Linked DNA regions of Oryctolagus cuniculus: region 1 is linked to region 2. The links are chromatin contacts, called in public Hi-C maps. All regions are on one chromosome and are shown on one strand. Each heading gives the region's core, a stretch centred on a gene start, on an enhancer-like site or on the middle of the called end of the contact. The rest is flanking DNA. Distances are from core to core; before and after follow the strand shown.

Region 1 (6,073 bases), core at 1,885-4,384, 440 kb after region 2:
CTACTTGAGCCATCACCTACCTCCTCCCAGGGTGAAGGTTAGCAGGAAGAAGGAATTGGGAATGATGCTGGAACCTGAACCCAGGCACTCTGATGTGGGATGTAGGCACCTTAACCTCTGGCCTCTGTTGTCAGTTTTCAAAATCCAAACAAAACTCAGAGAGGGGTTGAGTCAAAGGTTATAGGTTGCAGGGGGGAGGGTGAAACTATTTTAACTCCATTTAAGTACTTGGCTTCTTTGAAATAAATACCACAGCTAGCACGGGCCAACTATCACCTTCAATAGCACACATATTTGAGTCTCAGCCCAAAATGTTGCGTTTGAAAGGCACCTGTTTTAAGAGAAGACTGATGGGATGCTTTCCCCTTGGGTTCCACTTAGGAATTACGGAGCTGAAAGGCTTTTGATGGAACAGCTTGCTTTGGTTTGGTTTGGTCTGGTTTTCTTTGGTGGAGCCAGAACTGAGGGGAGGGCGTGGAGCAGGTGGGGCACAGTTGTGTGATGGAATCAGTTTCCCTCCTGAACCTGCAACACAATTTAGCTCCCAAGCCACCCTAGTGAAAGTCTGTCTGCTCTGGAGGAGCTGAATTCCGACATGAGAGGCACAGGTGCTAAGTGCCCCCCAGGAGGCCAGCCCTGCTCCTTTCTTAGCATCTGCATGCAGGATTTGAATAACAAGCGATGTTAGCTAGAAGAGACAATAAATAACCTCAGGAACTCAGACTCCTTTTCCTAATTTTCTTGGTATATAAATCAGCACTTGTTGGTTTTCTTTGCCATTTAAAAAACTGCAAAAACAAACTGGAGACAAAAATGAGAAATATGTGTCATTTGGGAAAAAAAAACTTAGAATGCATTGCTTTTAACTAATTCCAGTATAGCAGTGTTCAGTGCTACTAGAAAAGCAAAATCTGCATTTATAAAACCAAACCTCTATAAAGGGTCTTGAAGGCAGATGAGAGATAATATCAGGTCCCGGCCTCGCACCCCTAGCTTAAGTTGTCCTCACCCTTCCCTAATTAAGCACATACTGGAAGTACTTCACCAAATTGAGAGAGGGATGCAACTGACCCAGCAAAACTCCCCAAGAGTTAACATCTTGATGGTCGGTATTATCTCAAAGGCTCTTGTTGCTGGGGAATTTCTGCCTAGGCAGGAAGCAACTGTCACCTGTGTGTAGCCCCAGACAGAATGAACCCCAACTTTTCCACCATAAGTAACATGGTATTGCCAACCGGGAACCTGGACTCGCACTGAACACACTCCTCATCCCCCCTGACTTTACTCCCGGAGGGAGTCCCAGATTTCAGTGCTAGCTGCCCAGCTCCTTGCTCTGCAGTTAGCAATAAAAGCCTGCTTTCTCCCACCATCCCAATGCCAGTGATGGGCTTTCTATGTGTCGGGTGAGCAAACCCCGTTTGGAGGTACTATAGCAACTTCTCCGACTAGCTTTGGGGGTCATTCTATAACGTATGTACTAGGACACTTTGGCAAGAGTAGAAGAGAATTTCCAGTATAACAACATGATGAGACTCCCACCTAAGCCGACACAGAGGAAGATACAAGAACAGTACAGACTGGGATTTGCACCACTCTGAACTCTGTAATTTCCTGGGAGGGTGAGAAGTCATGCAGACTTTATGAACTTACTTATTTTCATTTATTTGAGAGACAGAGATAGATCTTCCACCCACTGGTCTACTCCCCAAATGTCTACCAGAGCCAGGGCTGGGCCAGGTCAAAGCCAGGAGCCTAGAACTCAATCCAAGTCTCCCATGTGAGTGGTGGGTACCTGAGCCCTTAAGCTATGGTCTGTTGCCTCTCAGTGACATGCAATAAAGGCAGGGAGCTAGATGGGGCCGCCATCTGGAAACCACACCTCCTCTGCCCTATGCTGTCCTATCTGTCGACCTATCATTCAAACAAACCCTTTCCCAGGCTATATCGCTCTTCTCCTGGGAGGTATCATATAGCCGCTCCCCTTCCAACCTCAGAAGAGGCTGGCGACTGGAGGGGCTCGCTGTCCCTGCAGACCAGGATGAGACAGGGTGCTGAGGCTGGTGGTCTCTGCACTTCCCTTCCCCATCCTTTTCCCTTCCTGGCCCACTCTATCCCGAGCAGTGTCCATGAGTGTGTGTGTTCCTTACCTTTCAATAAACCGTATCACTCTGTGTGCCATATTTATGTCTGTATTTAGAATGCTTCTCTAGGTGAAAGGCAAGACCTTGGAAAAGGAATTTAGACCCCAGCTCACCCACAACACCGGGGTGTGCATTAGCAAGAAGCTGGACTGGAAGCAGAGCCGGTTCTAACCAAAAAGGATCTTAACTGTTGCTGTGTTAAATGCCAACCCTGGCTTTAATGGCGTTTGGTGACTTTAAATAGCCTTCCCTGTGTCAGTAGCAATGACAACAGGCACCTGAGCTGAGGTGTGCCCGAGTCTCTCAGTCTCACACACCCACACACACACACACACACGTGCACACACACCCTGCACACTGCACAGCACAGCCCAGGGCGTGGGGTTCATCTCCGTGAAATGCCCCAGCTTGATTCCTCCATAGAAACTGTGCTGGCTACCACGAGGGAGGACCCCCGCTGCAGATGTGGGATCCAGCAAAGGGAGGAAATTCTGTGGTTTAATAGCTTGGCAGTGGCTGCATCCTTTGCATCCCATAGTGTTCATTAGCATCCTACCACTTAGCCGATTCTCAGCACAGAGTTGTATTTAACTGTGAGGTGCCCTATCGGAGAGTCTTCCAGGAAAAAGCAGTTTGTAAAAGGCTGTCTGGCAGTTGGGGATGGGAGTTTCCTGGGTTCGAAAAAAGCCATCGCCTCCTGAGCAAATGGCCAAGCAGCACCGAGGCGGGCCCTTTCCTTCCTCTCGGGGAAGGACTCAGAGTGGCTGTGTGGGGTCCCAGGAGGCAGGAATCACCTCCTGTGATCTTGGTGACAGGGTTGTGCATGCAAATTGCTCAGTAGAGATAAACAGGCCTCGGGGAGCCCTGGCTTCTGCCTCTTGTCCAGCTCCGAATAGGAGAGCATACTACAGAGTGTATGCCAGGACTCTGCCTGAAGGTGAGGGCGTGCAATTTGAGAGCCAAACTTGGACTTGTGGTCACCTCTGCCCTCCTAGGCAGATGTCCTCCGGCCTGGTAACTCCCTCTGAGCTTGCTTTCCTAACCTCTTCATCTGTTTCCTGGTGGTAAATCTTAGATGGCCAGGCAGGGGCTGTCAGCTGCAGACACGGCTGGCTCAGGACAGGGACTGTCCCAAAGCCGGAGGGGCCCAAGACAGCTCTGACCAGGAGGGGGTTGGGGGATGTGGGGCTGCCCTGGGCCCTGCGGGGCCTGGGACAGTGCTCAGCCCCAGCCCTCCAGAAGGCCTCTCCCTCCTCTCTGCACTGGAGACCCTCTCCACAATGCACTTGGGCAGATTAATTCCACACATAGCTCTGCCTGATTTCTGGCAAGGCGCGAGGCCCTAGGAAGACACTCCACCGTGTCGCCGACTCTTCTCACTTCCTTTTTCCTTTTCCTTCTTTCTTCCTCGCCTCCCTTCCTTCTTTGCCTGCCATCGCCTTTATTTTCCTTTCCTTTCTAAGGCCCAATTTTAAGAGCCCAGTCGCCTTCAAGCCTGAGGGCTGCTACCGCCCCCTTGTGTTTCTTCGGAGGAAGGTCTCAGTCCCAAGGCTGCCCACACACCTGGAGAGAACTGAGACTGTGGGGTGACAGACAGCTGTGCATCCCAGGGCAGGGACTGTATCGGCCTTGACTGAATGTTTAGTGCCTAGCAAGCACCTGCCCCGTGTTCATTGAGATCCATGTAGGTAGGAATCAGACCCATAGCACAATTATGGTATATTGGGGTTATGTGCATATAACAATATTTGGTAGGTTTCTACTATGTGCCAGGCACTATGTATTTTATATGTATTATTTTACTTATTTGCCACAGCAAAATGATTACTCTCATTTTACAAACAAGGACGGAAGGCAGAGGAGAGAGAACTCTCCCAGGCAGTGGCGGAGTCAGGACTGGAAGCCCAGCTATCTGGTTCCTGGCTCCCATGGACCCCTGGGTTACATACATCCCATTTATAGGCATCCAGAGGCTTCATCACCATGCAGGAGCATCTGCTGTCAGCACAAGAAACTGTGCTTTGGAATCTAGAAAAACGACCCCTTACAGTTCACACTAAGTACTCGAAGCTACCCAGGGTTCCTTAACATTCTTACTACTGGATATCCTCAGCAAACAAGGTGTACTTGTATAATTATTAAACTAAATTTGACCTCATCTGCCTCCCACCTTGTGTCCTGATGTAATGCACTGCAACCTAGCTTAATACAAACTCGCAGCCTAACAACTACGTGATCTCAGCCAATCACATGCTTCCAGAGGATCAGACCGTGCCCAAATAAGGCAAACCCCTAAGTTGCAACCTAGGAAGCTGCTTCTGTACTGCACGTCCGTGTCCTATTTACCCACATGTCCAACCATGGAGCTCTCTGAACCTCTTCTGGTTCTGAAGGCTGACCAGTTTGTGAATCGTTCTTTGCTCAACTCAACTCCATTAAATTGAATTTGTCAAAGTTTTCCTTTTCTTTCTTTTTTTTTTTTTTTAATATTTATTAGAGAGGTAGAGTTACAGAGAAAGCGAGAGATGGAGAGAAAGGTTTTGCATCTGCTGGTTCACTCCCCAAATGGCCACAATGGCCAGAGCTGGGCCCATCTGAAGCCAGGAGCCAGGAGCTTCTTCCGGGTTTCCCATGTGAGTGCAAGGGCCCAAGCACTTGGGCCAACTTCCACTGCTTTCCCAGTCCGTAACAGAGAGCTGGATCAGAAGAGGAGCAGCTGGGACATGAACTGGCACCAGTGCCCCAAGGTGGAGGCTTAGTCTACTATGCCACAGTACCAGCCCTCCAATTTTCCCTTTTCAAATGTGGTATTTGTTGGGGCCAGCATTGTGGCACAGTGGATTAAGCTGCTGCCTGTGATATCAACATCTCATATGAGCACTGGTTCAAATCCTGGTTGCTCCACTTCTGATCAAACTTCCTGCTAATGAAACTGAAAAAGCAACAGAAGATGGCCCTGATGCTTGGTTCCCCTGCCACCCAAATGCAAGACCTGGAAGGAATTCAGCCTGGTCCAGCTCTGGCCATTGCAGCCATTTAGGGACTGAATCAGCAGTTGGAGGATCGATCATTGTCTCTGTCTCTGCTTCTCTCTGTGTAACTCTGCCTTTCAAATAAATAAAATAAATCTAAAAAACAAGTAGGAATTGCTTGATCAGAGGCTATGCCTTTTTAAAAATGTAGTATGTGTGTGTGTGTGTGTGTATGCATAATGGAATATTATTTGGCCATAAAAAGGAAAAAGAGCAAAGTGGAAGAAGGGCTCATTTTTTTTTAGGACCCTGAAAATCTGGATCAATTCTCAGGCCTGCGCAGCCCAACCTGGGAGACAGTGTATTATTGGTTAGCTTTTATTACTAGAGTAAAATACCTAAGGCAGCCGACTTATACAGACAAGAGGTTTGTTTTGGCTCATGGTTCTGGAGGTGCACGGTCTAGGGGGCCTCCTCTGGCCTTAGTAGCACAGAGCATCACACGGAAAGAGACGGTGAGTGTGTGTGTCTGTCTGCATCTGTGTCCCTCCTCCTCTTCCTCTGTCTTCTTTTTTTTTTTTTAATTTATTTTTGACAGGCAGAGTTAGACAGTGAGAAAGGTCTTCCTTCTGTTGGTTCACGCCCCAAATGGCCGTTATGGCCGGTGCGCTACGCCGATCCAAAGCCAGCAGCCAGGCGCTTCCTCCTGGTCTCCCATGCAGGTGCAGGGCCCAAGCACCTGGGGCATCCTCCACTGCCCTCCTGGGCCACAGCAGAGAGCTGGCCTGGAGGAGGAGCAACCGGGACAGGATCCAGCGCCCCAACTGGGACTAGAACCTGGTGTTCCGGCGCCGCAGCTCCGGCCCCTTCTTCTTCTTCTTTTAAGACTTAGTTACTTATTTGGGGCCGGCACCATGGCTCAATAGGCTAATCCTCCACCTAGCGGCGCTGGCACACCGG
Region 2 (6,036 bases), core at 1,339-3,838:
GCCATCTCTTTGTTTATAATTTTACCACAAACAAATCTCATCCTATCCAAAGATGGTTTCTTTGAAAGCCTTCAGTTTGCCACAACATTTTAACAGGTGTCTGATAGCATAGAAGTGAAGAAAAAAAGTTCAACAAACAACCCCTCCAACACACACAATTTTGAAATTCAGAAATTATACATTTTTTGTTGTGATGTCATGAATAGTGTGGAAATTTTTTTAGATGTATAATTGTTTTATGTGTGATTTTAAAATTTAGGAATAACTCCTATAGGAGTTATGACATTTAAAATATTTTCAAAGATAAGTCTTTTCTCAACCAAGGGTTAAAATTTTTCATTAGAATTTTGCTGTTTTTCATGTATAACTTCCCACTCATTTTTTGTTTTATAATTTAAAATGTCTAATGAAAATTTTCTGTAAGTCTTTTTTTTTAAATTTTATTTATTTTTTTATTTTTTTGACAGGCAGAGTGGACAGTGAGAGAGAGAGACAGAGAGAAAGGTCTTCCTTTGCCATTGGTTCACCCTCCAATGGCCGCCGCAGCCGGCGCGCTGCGGCCAGCGCACCGCGCTGATCCGATGGCAGGAGCCAGGAGCCAGGTGCTTTTCCTGGTCTCCCATGGGGTGCAGGGCCCAAGCACCTGGGCCATCCTCCACTGCACTCCCTGGCCACAGCAGAGAGCTGGCCTGGAAGAGGGGCAACCGGGACAGAATCCGGCGCCCCGACCGGGACTAGAACCCGGTGTGCCGGCGCCGCTAGGCGGAGGATTAGCCTAGTGAGCCGCGGCGCCGGCCTCTGTAAGTCTTTTTACTCCAAATCAGAATCTGCCATGTAGCATAGAAGAGAGTTGAGATCAGTACCACAGCTAAACTTAGGGAAGAAGTCTTTAGGATTAAAAGTGTGGTAGGTCAGGAGCAAGAGTGTAGACAAGATGAGAATCTCCAAGCAAGAGTATTCCCTATGTGGAAGTTTGTATTGAATCTTCAATTAATCATTACATACTTATGTATCACCTTATTTTACGTAACCTCGTTTTGAAATGCTTTTAAGTTACGGCTTTATCCTCACCCACTTTAAGACAAGCAAAGTTAACCTAAAACTCCGAGTGTGCAGAAGAACTGGGGCAGACCCGTCTCCTGACTTCATAGCCTGCTGTACTGCTTATTTCCTATCATAGAGCTAAGTCAGAAAAAGACCTACATCCCAATTATTCTGAATCTTACTTAGCTCACTGTTCCCTGCTCTTTCTTTTAAAGTAGTAAAAGTTGTGTTCTACATGCTGATAATATTTTTTTAAAGATTTATTTATTAATTTGAAAGTTAGAGTTACACAGAGAGAGAAGGCGAGGCTGGAGGTGGGGAGGGGTCTTCCATCTGCTGATTCATTCCCCATTGGCTGCAGTGGCTAGAGCTACACCAATCCGAAGCCAGGAGCCAAGAGCTTCCTCTGGGTCTTCCCATGTGGGTGCAGGGGCCCAAGGATTTGGACCATCTAATACTGCTTTTCCCAGGCCATAGCAGAGAGCTGGATGGGAAGAGGAGCAGCCAGGTCTCAAACCAGCTCCCATATGGGATGCTGGTGCTGCAGGCGGCGGCTTTACCTGCTACACCACAGCGCTGGCCCCGATAATATTACTTTAATCCTATTTTGTTTGTTTTTTTCCTAGTTCTATTCAAACAAAGAAATACGTTTTCTATCTCTAAATGTATTTTATGCCTTACCAATATTAGTTCATTCCAATCACTGACTATCCCATACCCAAAACCTAGATCTTACTTCATGGTTTCTTCCTTTTTTATTTTAAGATTTAGTTAGTTAGTTAGTTAGCTAGTTAGTTAGTTAGTTAGTTATTTGAAAGGGAGAGCATCAGAGAGAGAGGGAGAGAAACAAAGAGATCTTCCGTTTGCTAGCTCACTCTCCAAATGGCCACAGCAGCCAGGGCTGCGCCTATTGAAGCCAGAAGCCAGGAGCTCCATCCAGGTCTCCTATATTGGTAGCAGGGGCCCAGGCACTTGGGCCAATATCCACTCCTTCCAGAGCCTATTAGCAGAAAGCTGGATTAGAAGTAGAGCAGCCAGGACTTGAACCAGTACTCAGATACGGGATGTCCACATTGCAAGTGGTGGCTTAACCTGTTTTGCCACGCCAGTCCCGCTTCATGGTTTCTGAGAAGGCTGTAATGAAGGTGTTGATTGAGCTCCAGTCTCATGTGATGGCTTGCCTGTGAACAATCCATTCCAGAGCCCATGGTTTTGGCAGGATTCAGTTTCATACAGGTTGTTGGACAGAAGGCCTCAGTCTGTTGCTGGCTGTTGGTTGTATGCTGCCCTCATTTTCTTGCTCTGTGACCCTCTCTCAAAGCATCTAAGCCGAAAAACAAAACAAAACAAAAAACAATAAAGAGAGTTGCTAGCAAGACAGAAGTCATCGTTTAAAAAATGTAACCCAAGTAACATCTAGCTAACATTGCTGAATCCTCATACTTAAGCAGTTTTCTCCAGGGGAATAGACTGCACAGGCTATGAATGCCAGGAAATAGAAATAGGCATCTGGAGTATTCACTGAAGTTGGGGTGGGGGTGTGCAGCACTTCTGAGAGTCTGCCTACCAGCTTGCATTTATTCTAGTGTTAAAAACAAATGGGGCATATCTGTATGTGTCTCCTATTTTAGATTTTTTTTGTTCCAAGAAGATCTCTGGTAAGTTGACATTTCAGTAGAGAACTGAGTAAGATGTCCAGGCTTAGGGAACCACCATTCCAAGACTTAATGTAGCTTGTAACATAGCAATGTTAGGGGCTAGAGTGATTTTTTGAGGGGAGACCAGTGGGGCATGAGAAGAAGAAAGGAAAGAACAAGCGGTGGGACGGATCATGAAGCGCCATAGTGGAGACTTGATTTTGAGTGAGATGGGAAGACTGGAGGTTTTACATAAAGGAATTATGTGATTGAAAATAGTTTTAAATACCCATGCTGTCACTATGTGGAGACTGTTGGCAGGCAGCTGCAGTCACAGGAGACCAACTAGACTATTCCATTATTCTAGGTGAAAGGTCGTACCTCGTTCTGGGGTGCTAACAGTGGATTCTTGGGTTGTTTTTGTTTTTTACCATTTATTTACTTGAAAAGCATACCATCAGAAATGGAGGGACACACATACACACACACACAGAGGTAGAGAAAGAGAGAGATGGATTTTTCACCTGCTGGTTTGCTCCCCAAATGGCTATAAGAACCCATACTAGGCCAAATAAAAGCCAAAAGCCAGGAACTCCATCTGGGTCTCCTATGTGGGTGGCCCAAGCACTTGGACCATCTTCTGCTGCCTTCCCAGATACATTAGCAGGAACTGGATAGGAGGTGCAGCCGTCAGGACTTGAGTGGGCACTCTGATCTGGCATGCCAGCCCCACAGTGTGGATACATTTTTTAAAGAGTAGAAATAATAGGATTTGCTGATATATTGAATGTAAGGTGAGAGAGAGAGAGCTGAAGATAACTTTAGGACTTTTGGATGAAATGAATACCATTGCCATTTTCTTAGAAAGGGCAAACTGTGGGAGAATCAATTTGGGAAGAATACCTGAAATTCACTTAGAATTAATATTATGACATACAGAAGAAGGGCAAGCTAAGAGGAGGAAGGCCACTTGAAAGACTGTTGGCAGTGATTCCAGCAAGTGGAGTCTTGCATAAGCACCATCCTCAGCACTGCCTGCTCTCATTCATTACATGCTTAGTGTATGCATGAGACTGTTCTAAGTTATTTGTGCGTGTGTGTACACATATTAAAAGATATATGTATCTTTTAATTCTTAGAATAGCTCTATTTGGTTGATACATTATATGAGGAAATTGAGACATAAAAATACTTCCCCCAAATAACAGAATTAATAAATATAGAGCTAGGATGGAGCTCAGGCAGTCTGGCTTAGAGTTAGTCCATCACTAAACTAAGTTATCAAGCCTAGTGTCCTTCAGAAATACTGCTTCAGAGCTGAGCAGATATGAACAGAAGGAATATAGGAATTCAAGGTATTGAAGTGGAATAAAACATATAGGTGAAATTTTCCCTTTCTTTTTAAGATTTAGTTATTTGAAAGAGCTACAGAAAGAGAGGGAAAGACAGAGAGACGTGGAGGGAGAGAGAGAAGAGAGAGATCGAGCTCTTCTATCCATGGTTCACTCCCTAGATGGCCACGGTGGCCAGAACTGAGCCAGGCCAAAACTGCAAGCGAGCAGCTTTGTGCAGGTCACCCATGTGGGTGCAGCAGCCCAAACACTTGGGCCATCCTGGACTGCTTTTCCCAGACTGTTGGCAGGGAGCTGGATTGGAAGTAGCACAGCCAGTGCAGGAACCAGTGCCCATTTGGGATGCCAGTGTTGCAGGTGGTGGCTTTACCCACTGTGCCACAATGCTGGCCCCAAAATTTCCTATTTGAGAGATATTTAGACATTCATATGATTTTCCCAACCGCTTCTCATGTGGGAAGGGCAAATTCAGTTATGGATATGTTGGGTTTGTTATGTCTGTATAATGGCATCACAGTATGCACTCAGCTTACAACTGGAAATCTCAGTCTGGAGCTCAGAAGCAAGAATTGGGCTCTAACTGTGGATTTGGAAAATGTCCAGTATTAATTAAAGCTGTGGGACTAGGTGAAATCCCTCAGTCAAAGATCATAGAGCCTAGAATATTGGGCAAGGACAAACAGGAAATATACTTATATAGCTTCCCTTATTTGTACATCTCATAGTAAATTTTTAATATGTGATAAAACTGAGATTCAAGGACTTTGAAAAAAATTCACATGAAGCTTCTAAGCTCTTCTAAGGATTTTATTATAAATTTTGTTGTCCTTGATCAACAGTAGTTGTTTTGTCTCAGGCTAACAAATCACTGAGAACTTGTAATATGAAATGACAATTTCTGTGATAAAATTTGAGGAAAATGACACAAATTTACAGTATTTACAGTGAATTCATGGCATCAATACTTAGTTTATTAGGGATAATTTAGAAGAACACATTGATCTATAGAAATTATGGCAAATTACTCATTTAATTTTCATATTTGTTGAAAGAATATTCTTGGGACAAATGGGTAAAGTCTTAGAATATTTTGTGATATATATCATATCATAGTATTTTTGAAACTTCTCTTGTTAATAAAAATTGAAATTGTATTGGGAAGAAACAAATATAATGACTGATATAAGTATAGACAGATTCTGTTTAGAATTTTTTTCCTCATACTGTTTTGATTGCAGATCATTAGAAAGTATAGTCTTTTGTGTGGAACCACAAAATACTCCAAATAGCCAAAGCAATCTTTGAGCAAAAAGAACAAAGCAAGAAGCATTATACTACCTGATTAAAAAAATACAGTGAAGTTACGGTAGCATGGTGTGGGCATAAAAACAGACAATGGATCAGAATAGACACCCATAAACGCATATGTGCAGCCAGCTGATCTTTTCAAAGGTGTTAAGAGTCTGGACTGCAAAAGCGATAGTCTGGGTAGTCTTTTCAGTAAATGGTGTTTGGGAAAGCCAGATAACCCACACAGCAGATGTAACTAGACCCGTTTTTCTCACCATGTACAAGCATCAATTCAAAATTGATTAAAGACCTAAATGTAAGACCTGAAATTTGAAACTGCTGTAAGAAAACGTAGGAGAGATGCTTCAGGACATGGGAATGGGCAGGGATTTTCTGGATCAAAACCCCAAAGCACAGGACACAAAAGCGAAAGTAGACAAATGGGGTTTCATCAAACTAAATAGCTTCTGCACAGCAAAGGAAACAGTCAATAGAGTGAAGAGACAACCTACAGAATGGAAGAAAATATTTGCCTCATGTGCTATACAGTGTGATACTTTTATGTTTTTAAAGGGAGAACATTTAGTTTTTTTTGCTATTATTAAATTTAGTGAAATTTGTTAAGTATTCCTTTAAGCAGATTTAGGTTGGCAATATGATAAATAAAATCAGTTTTGTAGAATGCTTGGTCTTTAGGATGCCAGTCTACCACT

The links. A called contact is a pair of places that touch in the nucleus more often than the background predicts.
Region 1: a Hi-C map of an unstated tissue shows a contact between it and region 2, with 3 times the contacts expected there. The contact joins two enhancer-like sites. A contact is called at or near these places in 3 of 6 Hi-C or Micro-C datasets (ear pinna, embryonic fibroblasts and an unstated tissue).

What each region holds. Positions count from the first base shown.
Region 1 is chr10:16,879,822-16,885,894 of mOryCun1.1, forward strand. No RefSeq gene overlaps it. Among named protein-coding and RNA genes, the nearest start is that of RNF152, 250 kb to the left of the region's middle. Within about 2 kb of position 3,135, at least 2 of the 8 cell types and tissues checked have an H3K27ac peak or open chromatin away from gene starts, as enhancers often do.
Region 2 is chr10:16,441,508-16,447,543 of mOryCun1.1, forward strand. The region is part of intron 12 of PIGN (phosphatidylinositol glycan anchor biosynthesis class N); the gene reads left to right. Among named protein-coding and RNA genes, the nearest start is that of PIGN, 58 kb to the left of the region's middle. Within about 2 kb of position 2,589, at least 1 of the 8 cell types and tissues checked has an H3K27ac peak or open chromatin away from gene starts, as enhancers often do.